Linked DNA regions of Capsicum annuum: region 2 is linked to region 1. Evidence: chromatin contacts called from public Hi-C data. All regions are on one chromosome and are shown on one strand. The core of a region is the stretch at or near the end of the contact, and the rest is flanking DNA. Distances in the headings are between cores, read along the strand shown. Region 1 holds the start of LOC107871165 (carbon catabolite repressor protein 4 homolog 4). Region 2 holds the start of LOC107871151 (pectin acetylesterase 8).

Evidence for each region. A called contact is a pair of places that touch in the nucleus more often than the background predicts.
Region 2: a contact with region 1 is called in a Hi-C map of leaf, with 3 times the contacts expected there. The contact joins the promoter of LOC107871151 here to the promoter of LOC107871165 in region 1. A contact is called at or near these places in 3 of 5 Hi-C or Micro-C datasets (bud, leaf and placenta).

Annotation. Positions count from the first base shown.
Region 1 is chr1:231,301,733-231,305,763 of UCD10Xv1.1, forward strand. LOC107871165 (carbon catabolite repressor protein 4 homolog 4) reads right to left here and starts at 1,921. Exons shown (of 10, transcript XM_016717990.2): 1 at 1,740-1,921. The coding sequence starts at 1,798.
Region 2 is chr1:231,491,477-231,495,507 of UCD10Xv1.1, forward strand. LOC107871151 (pectin acetylesterase 8) reads left to right here and starts at 2,386. Exons shown (of 13, transcript XM_016717969.2): 1 at 2,386-2,699; 2 at 3,020-3,141; 3 at 3,468-3,550. The coding sequence starts at 3,021.

The sequences.
Region 1 (4,031 bases), core at 671-3,170:
CTATAGCTACGCCAAGTTTTTGGTTCAGGGTGGGCAATAGATACAACAAAAAGGAAGTTCAAAAAGGTAAAATGAGCACCTTATAGTTTAGGTGTGTAACTTCCAAACAAAGCCAAGTTCAAGGGATTTAAAATTGTCAAATACTTCCGAGAAATGCTATAAGAATTATGAGTTCGTGCTCCGTAACAATATGAACCTGCTTTGGTTTTTTTAGAACTCGTCCTACCATTTTTTTTCTTTCTCTTATGGTACCAATGGGTGGGTAGGGCTAAATTTAGGTGTGTCAAAATGGACCAATAGATGGGTCATACCCGAAACCCCCACCCTCAAAGTTTACTAGTGCCAAAATATACCGTGTCAATTTGGATTGAATATGCATCAAATCCAATCCCCCAACCCAAGCCCATCTTTTCAATTGTTTTCTATTAGTTTGCTTAATCACCATCACCAAACAAAAAAGTTTTTCTCTTCTTTATAGATAGACAACTGTGTGAAAGTATGAGAAATATACTTAATAAACCAAACAAATAAAAAATTTTAACAAGGTATTCTATGGGTAAATTTGGGCTACAAACATCACAACCAGATAAGTTCCTTTGATCTTTATAGAGAAAAGAAGTGTGTGAGTAAAGGTAGAGAAAACAGAAATGCACATAGAAAACCAAACGAAAAAATATTTTAGATGTACCTTTTATACAGATGATTAATATCCTGCCTATATACATAATAAATTTAACAATAAGATTCTAGCTTTTTACAAAGTTCGCTTATATGTCGATTTGAGCTACCCTTTGGATGGGACCGATGGGTTAAATGAGCTGCACCTAAATTGACCTACAAATGAATATATAGTCCTAAACCAACACCGATACTTTCTTCTCATGGATGTGAAATAATTGAAAGAACTAAAGGAAAATATATAATTTTTCTTTATGTCTTACTTGAGTTGAGAGTGTATCAGAAACAGGCTTTCTACCTTCACAAGGTAGGTGTAAGGTTTGCATACGCATCCGGCATCACGCTCCCCAAACCTCACTTGTGGGATTACAATAGGTACGTTGTTGTTGTATATGATTATTGCTTTCCTTTTCTAATTTTTTTCATTTTCCTCCTCAGCAAATAAAATGAGCACTTCATCCCTATTAGTAGAAGCAATTTATCATCTCCTCATCACATGCCCGAACCATCTCAAACTCGCTTCCCGCATCTTGTCACCTTATCATTGGATATCCTCATTTTTAATCCTATATATCCTAGTATACCCACACATCCATCGCAACATCCTCATCTCTGTCACTTCCAGATTTTGAATATGAGAGTTCTTGACTGATCAACACTCAACCCTCCCCAGACTCCACTTTCTGGGCATATATGTTGTGGTTGTTGTTGAATTGTTAGTCTACCATAACTTATGTACTTTTCCTCTTTTATCTTCCTAGCACATTGCTAATCTGTATACAATGAATAATATCATCTGACGAATCAATTTACATCTGAACTTCCTCAGCAACTACATTTCCCGATAGAGCAACTCAGAATTGTTCAGAACTCTCTATATGAATTAATCTCTATTTTTTTGGACGGGAGAGCAGAATTTCAAAATGCCAACACATTAGGGGCAAATAATCAAACAGGTGATAGGCAATAATGTATTCAATCATTTTGGGGGTATAATTATCTTAAATTTCAATTTAACAAGCAAGAGATATGCAGAGTGATTAAGGAGTATATGTATGTACCTGTGGGATGGACAAGTTAAAGAAAAACGAGGAAGTAACAACAATGAGTTTTTCAACATTGCTCAAAAGCTTTTCCAGCTTAAACACTTTCTTTTTAGGAGCTGTTAATGGGTATCCATTTTCAGGCTTTGGAAGTTTGGTTTTGAATATTGTCTTGGGCTTTTTCGATAGCCCAATAATACACTCTGCTTCGAAACAGTTACGGGACACAACAAATTAAGACTCTACTAGATAGGGCTGTTCAAAATCGAACCGTAACCGTTAATCTAACTGTAAAATTAGTTTATTTGTTAACTGGTAATGGGTTATCAGATTAATGGTTGAAGAATGGATTAAAATTTTATAATTAATGGCTTATTGGTGTGGAGATGGATTACTCAATTTTCTTATCGGTAAATCGTTAACCCATTAAGAATTATCATAATTATATTTTTACCCTTAGATATATAAGTATCTTTTGTCAATCCAACATATAAAACTTCATTTATTATTCTATTCGCTTCTTAGTTTAGAAAATAATATGTCACTTCTTGTGACATTTAATCATAAAGTGCAGTCAGACTTCCTAAAATGTATAGAAAATCTGAAATTAATTCTTAAACCAAAAATAAATAATTCTTGACAACACAAAGGACCGCAATAACAATGAAATAACCCAAATGTGTCCTTCACAAAGTTTGATATAAAACATAAAAATTCAAATAATATTAAAGTTTTAATTTTTTTCTGTCAATCAAATAATTAAAAATGTTCTACATACATTTTAGGTCTAGAAGAAAAAACTCATTTGATTCGACGTTTTAACCTATTAAATAACTACATGAACAAAACTCAAGAATCCTAAAAGATTGATAAATATATCAATCATAGTGTACAAACAATTTAGTCGATGAAGAAACTGAGGAACTACCAATAATCACTCAATATTTTATTCTCTCTTAAATTTATCTGTTACATCATCCGATAACCGTCCGTTAATTGCTAATCCGATACCGAACTAACCATTATCCTATTGGGTGGCTAGCGAATTAGTATATTTAAAAACCGATAGCCAATAAGTCAAACCAATAAGCATAATTATCCAACCAATAAGCAACCCTACTACTAGATAATGAAGGGACGGACCCAATATTATAATTTTAAATATATTTATAGCTATTTAATTAGTTTTTAAAAAATATATATTAATATTTTTTAATAAAACATAATAGGAAATGTAAGTAGAAATCACACTATATAATAATATATAACTTTTTAATTTTGCGAAATCAAATAATATCTTATAATTTATTTAAGGTTTCATAATTAACAAATAAATATCATATACTCTAATACTTATTTGAACATGAGGTCAAACACATTTTCTTAGATTAAATAATTAATTGTAATGTTTTTCTTTTTCTACTTTATTTAAAAATTATACAAGAAAATAGATTAAAATTATAGATATCTATTTATTAACATTTTATGTAGAATCATATGAAGCAATAAAGGATACTAATTCATACATAAATTAATTTAAGTAATTTTAAATTCATTTTATGGGTGTTTAACAAATAAAAATAGGGACCTACTGGATGAACATTTTAATGAATCATAATGTTAAAGGATTTTTTATGTTGTGTCTTATATACGTTAAAAATAGGAGACCGGTTTAATATAGTAAGTAAGAAATTTATTTTTAAGTGATTTGTCTACCTGATGAGAAAATTTATTACCTCAAATAAAGAGACTCAAAAGAATTAACAAAAGTTAACATTATATATATATATATATATATATATATATATATATATATATATATATATATAGATATAGATATAGATATATGAGTTGGTTAATAGTACATTTTAAATAAGTTGTTCAAAATAATTTTAATAGGTGTTGAGTAAATAATTATTTTTCAGAAATTATATGTACTGCAAATCCTTGTAATGATATGTATCATGTGAAGTTAAATTATGAAGGAATCGCTTATTGTGTTTGATAGATAAACACTTATTTGATATTTATGAGTATTTTTCTATCATCATACTATAATATATTAATAGTTACTCTATGCAATTAAATGTGTGGCTAAAATTAATTTCACATTTTTATCTTTTATGGAACATATGTGAGTATTGGCTTATCCTCCTATAAACTACGTCACTCTTTATTTCAATTTATAATATTTTGATTAGACATTGAATTTAAGATATATGAAAAACTTTTGCAATGTTTCAAATTATCTTTAAAATAAGTAAACCTTAAATAGAAGAGTATACCTTTGTGGATTTTTTGACAAATAAA
Region 2 (4,031 bases), core at 1,136-3,635, 190 kb after region 1:
AATCAAACTAATTAGCTATTAATCTTTCAATTTTCACTATTTCAGCCATCATATTTTAAAAGAATTTCATATGTCTGAAAATTGATTTCAATCTAGGGCATTCTCATTTCATAGACCACAATTCTACGGACAGGAGCAGGTCACTATTTGAATCAAAATACCGAAATAACTCTTCCACCATCAAACAGTTCACTCCACACATCAATAACTGAACCAAAATTCAACATGCAGTATCAAAATACAACAATTGCTAAAAATCAAACTAGTGCACCTAATCGAACTAATTAGCCATTAATTTTTCAATTTTCACTATTTAAGCAACCATATTTTAAAGGAATTTCATACGTCTAAAAATTGATTTCAACCTAGGGCATTCTGATTTCATAGACCACGGAGCGATTTCATAGACCACGGGTCTACAGACAGAAACAGGTGACTGTTCGAATCAAACTGCCAAAATAACTCTTCAAATAACGATTATCCCACCATTTAACACATTTTTGCTAAAAATAATGGAACTAAACCAAAACTCCTTAATCAACCAAATTCGAAAATATAAATTCTTACATCACTACGAATCGATTAGCAAAGAAACCTATTTAAATGGATCTATAAATGATCGAAACATGATTTTAACTAACCTTATGAAGCAACAATGAGCTCTTAGTAGCTACAGAAGAAGGAAAAACGAAAATGACGTTTGGGGAGAAGAGTTCTTGAAAGCAGGAGTTGGGAGACAATTTAAGAGGAGAGAAAAAGTTTTTTTCTTCATATTGAAATAAGTGGATGGGTGTTAGTGTATTATGTTAAATTTGTAAAATTAGAAAAATGATACAATAGTCCTTTGGCCCACATGTGAGCCTACTTTTTCAACCTTTTCACACTTTTTACATCCTAATCTTAAAAAATAATTCAAAAAGAAATTTAGTGTCCCTCTAACAAAATAGTTTTAAGAAAATAGTTTTTGCCAATTTTTCCCTGATAACTCAACTTTAAGGTACAAATACACAAAAGTAGGGTTGAAATGGCAAAAATAAGAGTTTTTACCTACTCTTTTTCTTGAGAGGGAGAGAGAGAGTACATCAAGTGGGACAAGGTACAAGTGTAAAACACGTGGGATATATGAACATTTGACTTAAGTATGTAATAGACATAATAAAAGTATACAATCCCATTTTCTTAACCCCAATAATACGGCTGAATTAGTTATTCAAATAATGTATACACATTTATATTTCGTTATAGAAAATAAAATTAGAAATTGTCTAAAAAGATTTACTCATATGCATTTGTTTGAAAAGTATCTTTAATTTTATAAAGAAATGAAACTTTGCATAGTATATTATAAGGGGAGAATCTCCCAATGTAATACTCTGCGCCTTTTAATTAGTAGAAATGCATCTTGCGACTAATTTAATCTCAAAAGCAATGGCTCGTGAGAGGAGAATATAATTATCCAATTTAATAAATGATGTAAGACTATGCACCGAATATTAGAAACCAGAAAACTGTGATAGATTCCGCTTCAATATCCCGTAAAGAAATGAATTTTAAACTTATCTCAATTCAAAAATAGTTGATTATGAGAGAATTAGCCAAAACTTTATCACAGCACATGTTATATTCACATGAAAGGGTGCTGCACGGCAAAAGATTAACACACCACACCATAGAAATATAAACAAGTGTCCAACATTCCCAACTAACTTAATGTAACTCTTTTGGTTTTCAATCTTGGATAGAAGCCAAATTTGTAGAATGCTATAAACAAGATAACTAAAGAATTTGAGAGCTTACGTCTAAGCCAAAATAATTGAGATCCTTTATGCATGTTTTAGAAGTGTTAAAGAGTGCAACAAAAAGATAGGAAAGAAGATGTATTGATTCCCTTCAACTTATTTGAAATTTTCAATTACACATCTCAACGAATTCTATACAATTCTATACATGAGTAACATCAAAAGAGCTGTTTCAGTGTAAGATATTTTTAGGTTAAAATGCTTGAGTGAAAACAAAATTGCTTTAGAAATATCTTTATCTAAAAACAAAGTAAGAAAATCAACACTTACCATCAAACGACGTGGTGCAACGGACGAAACTATTTCTTTATTAATCAGAGGTATTGATTTTAAGTTGAGGATGTGTTTTTCTTTTTTGAGTAGAGAACTCTTTTCCAGAATGCATTCTATGGGTGCAAATTCAAATTAATTTGATTCTAATACAAATATCATTTAATTCATAATTTAATATCATTTGGGTCGGATCGGTCGGGTCATATCCAATCTTACCAGCAACTCCAGCAGCCAATAGAAAACAACCACCCAAGCAAACCATAGAAAACAAAACAGTAAATAGCCAAACAAATGAAATTATTTCTTTTATAAAAATCACTTTTTGAATTTCAATGCGAATAAGTGTCGGCTGCTTCTTTATTTCTTGGGTTCAGCATTTACAAAAATCATTTCTATAAACAAAGCATTCTTTTCTTACAAACAAAACAAAAAAAACTACCGAGAATTCGTATCATACATTTTCTTGGATTCTTTTTTACTATTATATGCTTTTACTTTACACCTACATTTGCTGTTTGGAGCTTATTTTAGCTCCAAAACAAGATAACTGAACTTGGTTCAGTGTAAAATTTCAGTCCAAATAATCCCATTTTGAGATTATCTCAATCTCTTTATTGCCATTTTCAGGTACTTTTGAGGTCTTTACTAATCTTGAATTTTATTTTGTTCTGATAAAAAGGGTTATTAGTAGCATTGGTGTTCCTTTTTCTATCTGGGGTTTCTCTAAATAGAGTAATTTTTATGCTAAATATGGGAAAATGCATTTTTGTTTTGTATAAAAATGTGATCTTTTTTGTAATTGGGATGTGTTTATAGTTTTAAAGTAGTTGTTTGTGATTGGTCAGTTTTGCTCTGTTTAGTTGTGTCTTTTTTATGTTCTTGGAATTTTGTGTATTGATAATGTTTTTCTTTTTCTTTTATTCTTTTGGAAATAAAATGATGTGCAGAATGGTAAATGGGACTGTGCAACAATGGATATATTCATTAGTTACTTTGTTGATTATATTTAGAAGTGAAGGGCTCTTTGTAAATATTACTTATGTTCTAAGTGGAGTGGCAAAAGGAGCAGGTAAGTATTTAGTTTCCTTTTGGTTTCAAATTAAGCTACACGTTTGCTCGTTGATTTTGAAAATTTATTTTCAAATATCTGTTTGTACGACAAATTTTTAAAAATCCAATCTTTAAATATTTTCATGCCCAAAACTGGCTCAGAACAGTTTTTGGGACTTCCATTCACATGTAAAATGCATGTCCTAGCACAACTTCAAATTTCAAAAAATCACGACTTCAAGAACTCAACTTTTTAAATTTTAACTTCAAAATCTCTGGTCAAACGGGAGATAAATTTATGAATGTGGAAATGTGTTGATTTTGATATTATTGATGTGTTTGCAGTATGTCTGGATGGGAGTCCACCAGCATATCATCACGACAAAGGACATGGTACAGGAGTTAACAGTTGGTTAATCCAAATGGAGGTTTGTTTCTCTATACATAATTTCTATGACTAGAGTAGTTACCAATGAAAAATTGAATTGTCGAATTGAATCTGTACAATTTCTCAATCTTGACTGCTGAGTTAAATAAATCTAGTCTATCGATCTTGTTGATCGATAGACTTATGTGCGAAAGAAGGGCAAAAGTTTATTATTGTTGCATATTTTGGATCATATTTATATCCCAATACATATTATTTGGTTTTTTCCTTTCAATATTGTGGAAAATAAGTAGAGATTTTGCCCTAGTGATTTACAAATAATAAAAGGAGAAAATGATGCATGAATAATACAAAGGAACATCTAATATTTGATTATGAGACTTTATGATCTAAACAAAATTCACCAGCCATAGCGCGTTTATCCCTCATATGTGATTTATGGGACGGTTTACCTCTCCCCTGTGATTTGCGAGCTAGGGGTTTACCTGTGGTAGCAGCTGCAGATTCCCCGTCATAAATAG